Linked DNA regions of Macaca mulatta: region 1 is linked to region 2. The links are chromatin contacts, called in public Hi-C maps. All regions are on one chromosome and are shown on one strand. Each heading gives the region's core, a stretch centred on a gene start, on an enhancer-like site or on the middle of the called end of the contact. The rest is flanking DNA. Distances are from core to core; before and after follow the strand shown. Region 1 holds the start of H2AC12 (H2A clustered histone 12). Region 2 holds the start of ZNF184 (zinc finger protein 184).

The links. A called contact is a pair of places that touch in the nucleus more often than the background predicts.
Region 1: a Hi-C map of CD4 T cells shows a contact between it and region 2, with 4 times the contacts expected there. The contact joins the promoter of H2AC12 here to the promoter of ZNF184 in region 2. A contact is called at or near these places in 4 of 14 Hi-C or Micro-C datasets (CD4 T cells, blood, fetal cortex germinal zone and 1 more).

Annotation. Positions count from the first base shown.
Region 1 is chr4:156,158,300-156,164,767 of T2T-MMU8v2.0, forward strand. H2AC12 (H2A clustered histone 12) reads right to left here and starts at 3,606. Exons shown (of 1, transcript XM_001093153.5): 1 at 2,938-3,606. The coding sequence starts at 3,576. The coding sequence ends at 3,190. It overlaps H2BC12 (H2B clustered histone 12), which reads left to right and starts at 3,895. Exons shown (of 2, transcript NM_001260530.1): 1 at 3,895-4,308. The coding sequence starts at 3,919. The coding sequence ends at 4,299.
Region 2 is chr4:155,840,743-155,847,305 of T2T-MMU8v2.0, forward strand. It overlaps ZNF184 (zinc finger protein 184), which reads left to right and starts at 1,738. Exons shown (of 7, transcript XM_078000824.1): 1 at 1,738-2,127; 2 at 2,424-2,569.

The sequences.
Region 1 (6,468 bases), core at 2,356-4,855, 320 kb after region 2:
TATAAGTGTGATTCCCATTTTCAGGAATCTTTATTCACTTTAAACTATTGTAAACACTGTGTGAATAATTAAGTCTAGTTTTATTCTTTCTTATTCGGTATCTATTAATTCAAGTACGATCATGATACTCTTCTGACAGACCTTTCAACATCTCCCTTTAACAATTCTTACCCAAGTTTCTATATACCTTAGACTAAAGCACATGAGACCCGATAGTTAAGAAAAGGCAGTTATGTGTGTGTTCCATGTTGAGTAGATAATATTCTGATATATAGCTTTCTCTCCTACTAATTGAGAATCTGATTGGATAAGTAACACTACACTTTCTTTTCCAAATTAGAGTCCAAACAATACCCACCTCAAAAGGTTGTGAGAATTAAATAAGCACATTCATATTGCATATGTAGCCCATAAGTTGTTGGCACCAAATATCTCTTCTATGTGATTTTTTGTTGTTGTTGTTTTTGAGATTGGAGTCTCACTCTGTCGCCCAGGCTAGAGTGCAGTGGCACAATCTCAGCTCACTGCAACCTCCGTCTCCCGGGCTCAAACGATTCTCCTGCCTCACCTCCCAAGTAGCTGGGACTACAGGCAGCTGCCACCACGCCCGGCTAAGTTTTTGTGCTGGGATTACAGGCATGAACTACTGCACCTGGTAAATGTGTTTCCACCTGGTTTCAAACCAGGGACTTTTCACGTGTGAGGCAAACGTGATAACCACTATACTACAGAAACTCGTTCCATGTTTTTTTTTAAAGGCTCCTTCTCCTCTCCTTTGAGCCTCAAGTATTAATTCTGAAGTTTCTTCAGTATGGGGCTAAACTGGATTATTTCTCAGAACGGGAAAAGTGAAGAGATTTGCTGAATCTGGGGTAGGAAAAGTCAGTAGAAAAATCTCCCATTTCCTTTGTAATTGTTTTCTGTCACCTTCCATGTGCAATGATTGAGGCATTTAAAACTCTTACAGGAGTATACCAAACTAATAAAGATTTTTAGAAAGTCTGCACATTTTCTTATTTCTCTAAAAAGAAAAGACCCCACCCCCTTCACATTCCCTGATGAAAGTAATTACAGGCTCATGCCTGTAATCCCGGCACTTTGGGAGGCCAAGGCGGGCAGATCATCTGAGGTCAGGAGTTCCAGACCAGCCTGACCAACATGGTGAAACCCCGTCTCTACTAAAATTACAAAATTAGCCGGGAGTGGTGGCACACGCCTGTAATCCCAGCTACTCGGGAGTCTGAAGCAGGAGAATCGCTTGAATCTGGGAGGTGGAGGTTGCAGTGAGCCAAGATCAGGCCATTGCACTCCAGCCTGGGCAAGAAGAGCAAAACTCCATCTCAAAAACAAGAAAAAAGAAAAAGAAAAAAAGTCAAAGAGCAATACCAGCTATGCACTTATACATGCTAAAGTCAGTCTCACAGATACTATCATCGACCTTACTTAACATTGATATTTATATTCATGTTAATATATGTCATAGACATGGAAATACACTGCCCAGATCCTCCTTCAAGGAAGGGCTTGCAGCCCAACTGCAGAGAGCACAATTAGCAGATAGACACCAGCTGTGAGCTTCTTTAGTATTTGCCTCAGCTGCAGAGCTCCTCCCCACTCAAGGCTGCATCCTTCCCCAGGGCAGTCCTCACTCAGTGACCCACAAAGGAGTTAAAAAGGGTGGTCTAGAGCCCCTTTGGCCCAGTGTGGGGGCAACTTGACAGGCATACTGGCTGAGTATACAGAGACCTACATAGCTTTTTCTTCTACTAATTGAGAATCTGATTAGATAAGTAACACAACACTTTCGTTTCCAAATTAGAGTCCAAACAATACTCACCTCAAAAGGTTGTGAGAATTAAATAAGCACATTCATATTGCATATGTAGCCATAAGTGGTTGGCACCAAATATCTCTTCTGTGTGGTTTCTTTGTGTTGTTGTTTTTGAGATGGAGTCTCACTCTGTGAGACCTACATAGATTGAAAAAAAGTGAGAAAGGTAGCTATCAGGGAAGAGGGAATTTAAAGTGCAAAGGCCTTAAGACAGAAAATGTGTTTCGCATTTTGTAGGAATAGCCAGAAAGCCTTGAGGCTATGAAGTAAAAGCAGGCAAGTAATATCAAGTTGGGGGTTGGTGGGGAGGAAGGAAACTCATAGGGCTTCCTAGGGTAGGTAAATTAATGTGGACAAGCAATCAAAAGCAATAGCAATCCTGATCTAATAAATTTGATAATACAAATTAACTAGACAGAAAAAGCCATGTTGTATCCTGAGTTACTAAAAGAGTGCATTAATACACCTTCTCCAAAGAAATGGGGCTAAGGATTTACAAATATGGGATTCAGGAAATTCTGCATCCCATATTCTCCTCTCATCGGAATCAAATTGTAATGCAAATGAGTCACTAGACTTTCATCACCTGGGTAAAGTTGCTCTTAAGAGTTAGACCACTTAAGAATTAGGCTGACCTTTCTTGCTTTTCAAGAATACTTAGAATTGCAAAATTTGCCTTTAAAGAGTGGCGAGTATATCCCATTTTTATGGCTGTTTGACAACACTATTAATGTAATATAATTATTACACTGGAGGCCTGGCGTGGTGGCTCGCGCCTGTAATCCCAGCACTTTGGGAGGCCGACACGGGCGGATCACCTGAGGTCAGGAGTTCGAGAGCAGCCAGGCCAGCATGGTGGAACCCCGTCTCTACTAAAAACACAAAAATTAGCTGAGGATGGTGGTGCATGCCTATAATCCCAGCTACTCGGGAGGCTCAGGCAGGAGAATCGCTTGAACCTGGGAGGTGGAGGTTGCAGTGAGCCGAGATCGCACCACTGCACTCCAGCCTGGGCAACAGGGAAAGACTCCATCTCAAAAACAAACATAAACTCTGGAGTTGGTAAATAGACTTCAGGGATTTGCATATTTGATTTCACTTATTACTCCTGCTGAATAAGCTTCTCCGGTGTATCCTACAATAACTTGTGGGTTTTCATTGCCTTCCAGTGGATTAAGTTACATCAAAAAACATTGTAAAGAGTTACTCCAGCCCAACCGGGAAAGAAGCGCTTTACAATGTGATCTAATGAAACAAACATGAAGTGAAACAAACATGACCGTGTCCAGCTTTCTCTAGGACAGTGTAGCGTGGCTCTGAAAAGAGCCTTTGTTTTTCAGTTTTCACAACCTCGCTCCTTATTTGGCCTTATGGTGGCTCTCAGTCTTCTTAGGCAGCAGCACGGCCTGGATATTGGGCAAGACACCACCCTGCGCGATGGTGACTTTGCCCAGCAGCTTGTTGAGCTCTTCATCGTTGCGGATAGCCAGCTGGAGGTGACGCGGGATGATGCGGGTCTTCTTGTTGTCGCGGGCCGCATTGCCGGCCAGCTCCAGGATCTCAGCAGTCAGGTACTCCAGCACCGCAGCCAGGTACACCGGCGCGCCGGCCCCAACCCGCTCTGCATAATTGCCCTTGCGGAGTAAGCGGTGCACTCGGCCCACAGGGAACTGCAGCCCAGCCCGAGAAGAACGGGTCTTGGCCTTAGCGCGAGCTTTACCGCCTTGCTTGCCACGTCCAGACATACTGGCCACAACTTACTTAAAATACCCAGCGAAACGAAAGTGGAGAGGCAGCGCCTTTTATAAACACCACTGGGCGCGAAAAAGAAGATATGTCATTGGTTAGAGTTGCCACTTAATTTTAACCAATGGAAGTACATCTTTTGGATTTGCTGATTGGTTGATTAGGTATAACTAACCTCTGAGGTCACCCTGAATAACCACCAATCAGATACAGGACTTTAACTCTTCACCTCATTTGCATGAGAGGTTCTATATAAAAACGACTCCTGGTGCCTTGCTCCCATTACTTCCCGTTTTCTCGATCTGCTGTTAGTCCGCCTCGACTCGTAGTTCGCCCTCGACATGCCGGAGCCAGCGAAGTCCGCTCCTGCGCCCAAGAAGGGCTCGAAGAAGGCAGTGACTAAGGCCCAGAAGAAAGACGGCAAGAAGCGCAAGCGCAGCCGCAAGGAGAGCTACTCCGTGTACGTGTACAAGGTGCTGAAGCAGGTCCACCCCGACACCGGCATCTCCTCTAAGGCCATGGGAATCATGAACTCCTTCGTCAACGACATCTTTGAGCGCATTGCGGGTGAGGCTTCCCGTCTGGCGCATTACAACAAGCGCTCGACCATCACCTCCAGGGAGATCCAGACGGCCGTGCGCCTGCTGCTGCCCGGGGAGTTGGCCAAGCACGCGGTGTCGGAGGGCACCAAGGCCGTCACCAAGTACACCAGCGCTAAGTAAACCTGCCAAGTAAGCGTCTTAAAGCCCAACCCCAAAGGCTCTTTTAAGAGCCACTTAAATTGTCGCTATTAGAGCTGCAAACACGTGTTCCTAATCCAGGTTTAAATAATGGCGATGTCTTTAAAGGGGTTGTTATGATCTCATTACATTGAGTAATGTGTACAGTGCTTGTAATCGAGTACAGGCTAAAGAAGCCATATGCACTTTGTTAGTACTGAGAGTACTGAGTAGGGAATATGGCGCCTAAAAAATTAAGGATGTGCAGGAAATTTGCGTTAACAGAAAGTGCTTCCTGGCTCTTGGCGCGAAAATGGATACTTCCGTTGTGTCGAGTGCTGTGACTTCCTGTTAGAACTTGTTGAAAGCCTATTGTGTCACGTGTACTTTCCACCATTTAAAGGAGTTCTAACTTGAGTTTATATATTTGTAAATTTGGTTCCCGATGGCCTACCAGTACGTATGGCTTTCGCGCGAGCAATTACCTTGTTTAACCCCTTCTAGGCTGTACCCAGCTCTGCCTTGCTTCCCTCTCACCCCCCCCCCGTTTCCACCTCTCCAGCCCACAAGACATCGGGAAGATGCCAGACCACCAGGCAGGATAGTCTGCAAGGGTAAGGGGAGGAGCACAGCTTTTCTCATGAGTGAAGAAACGGAACATGAGATCATCGCGGAGATTCTTGAATAGTTTGCTAGTTGTTAAGGCATGTTCAGCGTCAATTGGCTCAATCAGTAATTTTTCCTTTTGACAAAACTTATAGAAAAGGAAAAGCAACTGGATCCAGAGGGGAGACAACAGACTGAGACTAGAGACAGTCCGCCCCCAAGCAAGAAGTTGGAGTAGAGGAGAAGGGAACTTCCCCAGCAGCACAGGGTCTGAGCAGAGTTGGGTGGGTTTTATTGTGTAACTGGAGGCTAGAATGGCTATGCCGGTGATAAGCAGTGTGGAACTTTTTTGGAAGAACCAAGTGAAAGAAAGGGTCCACGAATTTTAAGCTAGGTTGTTACCTGGCTAAATTTGTGATTTAGAAATGCAGGCCAGTTTCACAGGGAAATTTTCAACGTATATGTGTCTGTATATATATTTAACATATTTGGCCATGCATTGTTCTAGTCTTTGGGGATATTGCCCGCCCTTGGGCATTTGGAGATTAGCAAGGTCATATTGGAAAACTTTAAATACATGCAAAGCATATGTTCACTGTTCATCTAAGTCTTATTTATCCTATCAGCAATTTTGGGGTTACACTAATATTCTAAGAAATGTATCAACAAATAATTATATTTATTGTTTACCTATATAGAAGGCACTGATCTATATCTATACCTATATAGGAGGCAATCACTTGAAGTCAGGAATTCGAAAGCAGCATGGCTAAAATAGTGAAACCCCGTCTCTACTAACAATACAAAAATTAGCTGGGTGTGGTGGCGTGTGCCTGTAGTCCCAGCTACTGGGGAAGCTGAGGCAGGAGAATTGCTGGAACCCAGGAGGCAAAGGTTGCAGTGAGCTGAGATCACCTGACTGCACTCCAGCCTGGGCAACAGAGCAAGACTCCGTCGCAAATAAAATTTAAAAACAAACTAAGATACACTATGCCAATGAATTCTACCTTCAGGTATACCTGACTACTCTTTACAGACTAAAATTTTTACTCTGAAGTTATCTGCTGTTATTACCTTTAGACTTACAAACTATTTTTGCAAATGGACATAACATCTTGATTTTATACAATTTACTTTCAGTCCTTTTTGCTTTTTATAAAATTCTGGAAGTGCATTTGTGTTTTAATAGAAATACTGGGTGGAAGTGGCCATAACTTTCTCCTGCTTTCACCCTCACCCCTTTTCTCACTCCCTTCAAAATGATCTCATTTTATTTCTCTCCATAGCACAGATATCCCCCCCCTTCCCCCCGCAAGACGGAGTCTAGCTCTGTTGCCCAGGCTGCAGTCCAATGGTGAGATCTTGGCTCACTGCAACCCTCCCCCTCCCAGGTTCAAGCGATTCTCTTGCCTCAGTTTCCCAAATGGCTGGTATTACAGGCGCCTGCCACCACGCCTGCCTAAATTTTGTATTTTTAGTAGAGATGGGGGGTTTCAACATGTTGGCCAGGCTGGTCTCGAACTCCCGACCTCAGGCTATCTATACCGGCCTCGGCCTCCCAAAGTG
Region 2 (6,563 bases), core at 488-2,987:
CAGGGTCCTGGATTTTGGCCATTTTGATAGGTGTATAGTGGCACCCCATTGTTTTAATTTGCATTTCCCTGAGGACATATGATGTGCAGCATCTTTTCATATGCTTATTTGCCATCTGTATATCTTCTTTGGTGACATCTGTTAGGGTCTTTGGCCTGTTTTTTTAATCGGTTTGTTTCCTTATTGTTGAGTTTTAAGAGTTCTTATATATTTTGGATATCAGTCCTTTATCAGATATGTATTTTGCAAATATTTTCTCCCAGTCTGTGCCTTGTCTTTTCATTCTCTTAAACATTTGTTTTATTTATTTAAACCAATGTTCTCTTCATGACAATATATGCATTCTCTAAGATGATCGAAGCTTTCTCTATCATGTTCCCTTGACTGTAATTGTTTTTCATATACTCAGTGTTAGGATTTCCAGGTTTAATGTTTGTCAGCCAACAGTCTGAGAGACTTGACCTCGGCCCCTTATCCAAATGCTGGGAATGCACACCAGCACAGTAAAATGCAAGTGCCACGTCTTAAATATAAAAATCTACCGATTTGTTGGATTCTTTTTTTCTGCCAAGGACACAGTGACGGACAGACTGGCCTTGGGCTATATGCAGCTATGTGCTGGCTGACACAGGCATATAAGATGCTTTACTGAGGGGCAAAACATGCTAATATCATCTCCGGGTTTCCTTAAGCATTAGAAAAACATGTTGGGGCCGGGCGCAGTGGCTCACGCCCGCAATCCCAGCACTTTGGGAGGCCGAGGCGGGCGGATCATTTGAAGTCAGGAGTTTGAGACCAGCCTGGCCAATATGGTGAAACCCCGTCTCTACTGAAAATACAAAAATTAGCCGGGGATGGTGGTGCATGCCTGTAATCCCAGTTACTCGGGAGGCTCAGGCAGGAGAATCGCTTGAACCCGAGAGGTGGAGGTTGCACTGAGCCGAGATCGTGCCATTGCACTCCAGCCTGAGCAACAGAGCTAGACTCCGTCTCAAAATAAATAAATAAATAAAGTTGGTCGCCACTCAATTGAGAGTCGTGAAAACAAATTTAATGGGTAACTACCAGTATTTTCAAAATGACAAAGGAGTAGAACAGAAAATATAAGGTAGAACATGTAATAAAGGTAACGATTGTTTGCGTTTTAAAACTGTGTGCAGACGTGTATTTCTTTTTTTTTTTTCTTTTCTTTTTTGTTTCTTTGAGACGGAGTCTCGCTGTGCCGCCCAGGCTGGAGTGCAGTGGCGCGATCTCGACTGACTGCAACCTCTGCCTCCCGGATTCACGCCGTTCTCCTGCTTCAGCCTCCCGAGTAGCTGGGACTACAGGCGCGCGCCACCACCATAATTTTGGTATTTTTAGTAGAGACGGGGGTGTCACCATATTGGCCAGGCTGAGTCTCGAACTCCTGACCTAGTGATCCACCCAGCTCGGCCTCCCAAAGTGCTGAGATAACAGACGTGAGCCACTGCGCCCGGTCAGTAGACGTGTATTTCTTAAAATCAGTTCAGTCAGACAAGTTTACAACGCACACGCATACCTGAAACAGGAACAAATGACTGGCGGCGAAAATGTGCGGCACTGCGCAGGGCGAACGCGAAACGTTAGCTAAAGCCTCTGGGAAATGAAGTTCAGCAACCTCGTCGCGGAGTGTTCTGGGAACGCTGGTCCAGTGTGCCCGCCCGGCGCCGGCGTGCGGGGCGGAGCGGGGCTCTCTCGTAAGGACCGGAAGTGACCGTTGAAGCCGGTTGTAGGCGTGGAAAGAGGTTGGCGCTCTGGAAGTCCAGCTGCTTCGGCTCCCTGCGTTAGGTCTGGTGGCGGTCAGTGCGCTTCCGGACCCGGGATCAGAGTGTGTGGATCGCTATAAAGGGAGGGGAGCTCAGGTATCACCATGGCAACAGCCAGCCCTCCGGACCCGTGACGTCACCCTTCTGGTTTCGCGCTTAGAGGCCTCTGCGGGAGAAAGCTGGGGAGTCCTCAAAGGGGGCGCACCTCGCCTCCGTCTGTGCGGGGCGGTCCCGCCCTGATCCCTTGGAGGGCTTTGTTCTTTTGTTCTGGCCTAAGGGGAAGTCGGGTGCCGGGCCCCGCCCTGCTTATCCACCTTCCAGCTTTAACGCTCTGCAACAGGTGTGTCTTCGTGTTATCCGACCTCGCAGGGGTGTGAGTCACAAATGTGCACAGAGGGAAGAGACCAGGTCTGTGGATGCCCCGGCCAGATTCTAGGGTGGGCACCAAGGGTTTTTTGGATCTGAGGCAGAACCCGCTTACCCGATCTCCACTCTGTTTTTGTTCATCGGAGTGGCACACGCCTCTCTAGTGCTCTCTTAGGGCACTTCTCTCGTGTAAGACCTCTTGGTCACTTTGCAAGACTCTGATGTGTGATTGTGTGACGTATGCTGCTGACGCCATCCTGTGTTTTTTAGGATAGAAAACCTCAGCGTGTTGCAGACTCGCTGCAAGGGGAGCTAGACATCTGAGTCCCAGACTGAGGTATCAGCTGAAGGAACGCTGCCTGGCGAACCCTGGTATTCAAGTTCCAGAGGAACGGGATGAGCTTCTGAGATGGAAGGTAGTGGGGTCGACTTGGGGGAGAGTGGGTTGATGGAGGCTTGAGAACAGTCATGACTGGAGGATCAAATACTTGAGATCAGAGCAGGAGAGCTGGAAGGAAGGAACGGTATGCTTAGGGATTAGCAAAGAAACCGAATTACATTGTAGGGAGAGATTCTTTTTTATAGAGAGATACTTGGGGGAGGAGTTTATTTTTTCTTTCATTCCATTGGGGAATGAAAAGACATAATCATTCAGCGTATATGTGATCCCCACATGACTTCTGAATATTAAATATTAAAATTATAATGTTGAAGTCAGAAGACATCTTGGTAATCATCCCTTCAATGAAAGAGTTAGTTTTGAAATCTCCTTGGCAGATGGCAGTCTGTCAACCCTAGGCCAGAACTAGTGTGGCATTAAACTCGCCATTTTGGGTGCAGACTATTCCCTTGTTGGCTTTCTTTTTTAGTTTGTTATATTAAACAGATGTACTTGTTCCTGTAACTTTTGTGTTGATCTTATTTCTGAGTCCTCCAGAGAAAAGGAAACTGTTCTTAATTTCACACTGCTGCCCTTAAGATACATGAATTCAGCTGTTACAACTCCGCCTCATAAATTCTAAGCAATATAGCCTCACTTCTTTTGATTGGTCTGTGTGATGTTATCTATACCTCTTCTCTGAAAACTCTCCTGCTTGTCAGCATTTTTCGTAAAATGCAGTGCCTAATGGTAAACATAGTTCTTTGGATGTGCTTTGAAAAGTACCTGAAAGAATAATGTACTACTTCGTTTGACTGGGATTATACTTCTGCTGTTTGGCATCAGATCACATTTGCTTTAAAAACTATCAGTAATGTACTGTAAACTTTAGATTTTTTTTACATAAACTGCAGTGATCTAGATTTATACCATTTTTGTGTAATGGAATTATTATTATCCTTAATGTCAGGACTTACAGTTATGATTGTCCAATTTTTTGGTCACTTGTTTTAGGCTTTCAGAATGATTATGAATCCTAATTTAGTTATTCAGTGTCTTAACTGTCCTTTCCAACTTAATGCCACTAGCAGATTTAATGAATATTCCTTCTATTTCTTCCTACATGTCATTGAACAGGTCAGGGTAAGGACAGAGGCTTATGACGTGTCCCTATAGACTTCCCTCTGCATTGGTGTTGTCTTTACATTCTTTAGGTATGGCTGTGCAATCAAGTTTGGTTTAACCTAACTATTATCATGCAGTCCTTTTTTTGCATTTGTTAAAAATAATATCATTAGAAATCTTAACATTATTCATATTATTCATGTGAATAATGTAGGTTTGGTCCATACTACTCTTCAATTTTTTGTCCTTCAAGTCTTTTTTACAGTAGATTTTTAAAATATATATTCTAAGTTTATCAGAATTAAATCAGTCAAAGTAGTTTCATTAAAAGCCTTTGTTTTTTCTTTATTTTGGGGATTTCTTACAATTTTATCATTAGGATTAACTTTACTGAGCCTCTGTTCCTTGTAATAATTTTTGCAGCACATACTGAGCATTTACTATGCGCCAGGCACACAGTTGGTTTCTGTAACTGTTGCTGTTTTTGGTTCCGTTGGTTGCTGTTACTTGGAATAAAAAGCATCTTACCTGAGACATTTCTCTTGATTCTGTTTTCCTAAAGTCTTAGGTACCTGTCTGTGCATGTAGAACATTTTCTTTCACTGTTAAGAACTTCCAAGATAACATCTTCATTTTTTTTCTTAAGACTTCTGTTACAAAACAGTTTTTCTTTACTGGTCAAAATCAAGTTGAGCATAATAGTTCCCTTTATTGCTTCCTCTGCTTTCTGAGGCATGACAGCATTAAGAATTTCTTGATTAATACATTTTTTACAAAATGAAACTTAACATAGCCAAACAGTTGAAACTGCTTTTCTCCATATTATTCATCACCCCTACTTGCCTAAGCTGTCTATGTCATACTGTTGCCAGCATGGTGCTGCTTTTGTTTTTTTTTCTTTCTTTTGGTTTATCTACAGTTTCCATCAGGTTTCACACTCACGATTATTGCATCACATACAATAATCCATCTCTTAGTCTGTCTCTTTATATCAGATCATTTTGCGTAAATTTTACCTAGCTCTCTTTTAAACAAGGATTGGTCATGAAACCCACACTAGGCCAGTTGGCTCTCTCTGGAATTTGAATCTTGGAACTAAAATCCGATGACACTGACCTATCCTAATGGTTGTATCCCAAAGAGATTGTCCTTGCACCTTAGTGGTACAATTTAGATTCCCTGAAATTACTTGGGTTCTCTCCATTTGATTGTTTAGCTTTTCTTTTTATTCTTCATGTTCCCCCCTGTCTTTATATTTAGTCCCTTAGTTGATTTTTTTTTTTTAAGTTATATAGTTTTAAGGTCTTATGTCTTCCAGCCCAGCAAGCCTTGGTTAATGCCTAAAATATTGGGTTTCCCTTCTTTTTTTTCAGGTGCAAATTCACTTGGCTTATTGCCACTATCTCATGCATCTGTGTGTAGTCATAAATATCCATCTTGACCCTTACCTGTTTTGATTGTTTTTTCTTAGTTTTTACCAAGCATCTCTTACAGCATTGCTAGTCTTTCTACTTCATACCTCATGTCTCATTCAAAGTTTTTTTTTTTTTTTTGAGACTGAGTCTCACTCTATCGCCCAGGCTGGAGTGCAGTGGCGTAATTTCAGCTCACTGCAACCTCTGCCTCCCGGGTTCAAGCAGTTCTCCTGCCTCAGGCTCCTGAGTAGCTGGGATTACAGGTGCGTGCCACCATGCCCAGTTAATTTTTGTATTTTTAATAGAGACGGGGTTTCACCATGTTGGTCAGACTGGTCTCAAACTCCTGACCTCAGGTGATCCGCCCACTTCGGCCTCCCAAAGTGCTGGGATTACAGGCGTAGCCGCTGTGCCCAGCCAATCTCATTCAAATTTTTATATCCAGAGACATCTTCCCTCGCTAGTATTTCTGCATACATTAAATTTCTAAGAGGAGAAAATTTTTCTTGTTTTACTTCTTTGTGGAAACAGGTGTACCTAGTTTGGTTTTCCTCACCACTATCTCCTCTTCAAGAGGATTTTGAAAGGTATGTTTGTCAGACATTTGCCTCTAGTCTTTTAAAGATGAGAAAATTGAAGCCTAAAGAAGACAAGGGACTTGCATAATTTTACATAATTAATTACCAGACGAGTCATTTTGAGAATCAGGCTTTCCTGTCAACCAGTACTCTGAATGGATTCCCCCAAGAGCAAAGTTTTTTTTTGTTTTGTTTTGTTTATTAAGGTATAAGTTATATACAGTAAAGCACACAAATACTGTACAGTATATACCTTTTCAAATTTTTATGTATGTGTAAACTAGTATAACCAAGATATGGAATGTTTCTAATGCCCCAGAAGTATCTTGTGCCTCTGCCCAGTCAGTTATCCCTCCAGAAGTACTATTCTAACTTTCATTACTATAGATCAGTTTGGTTGGTTTTTAAACTTAATATAAATATAGTCATACAGTATGCATTATTTTCTGTCTGGCTTATTTTGCTCAACATTATGTTTATGAGATGCATCCATGTTGTTAATTATGTTAGTAGCTCTTTCTTATATTTTGGAGTAATCCATTGTATGAAAATACCATGGTTGTTTATGCTGTGTTCTGTTGAAAGGCATTTGGGTTGTTTCCAGTTCTGAGATATTATGAATAAATCTGCAGTGAAGATCCTTGTACAAGTCTTTGATGGACATAAGCATTTTTATGGATGTAAGGACAGGAGTGGAATTGCTGAGTCATAGGATAGTCATATGTTTAGCTTAGTATAAACTACCAGTTTTCATAAGTGGTTGATACATTTATTCCATATGCCAATCTAAAAAGTTCTAATTGCTTTACATTCTTGCCAGCAATTAGCATTGACCATGTCTATTTAATTTAAGACATTCTGTTGGGTGGGTAGAGTAAGTAGCATATGTCATTGTGATATTTAATTTGCCTTA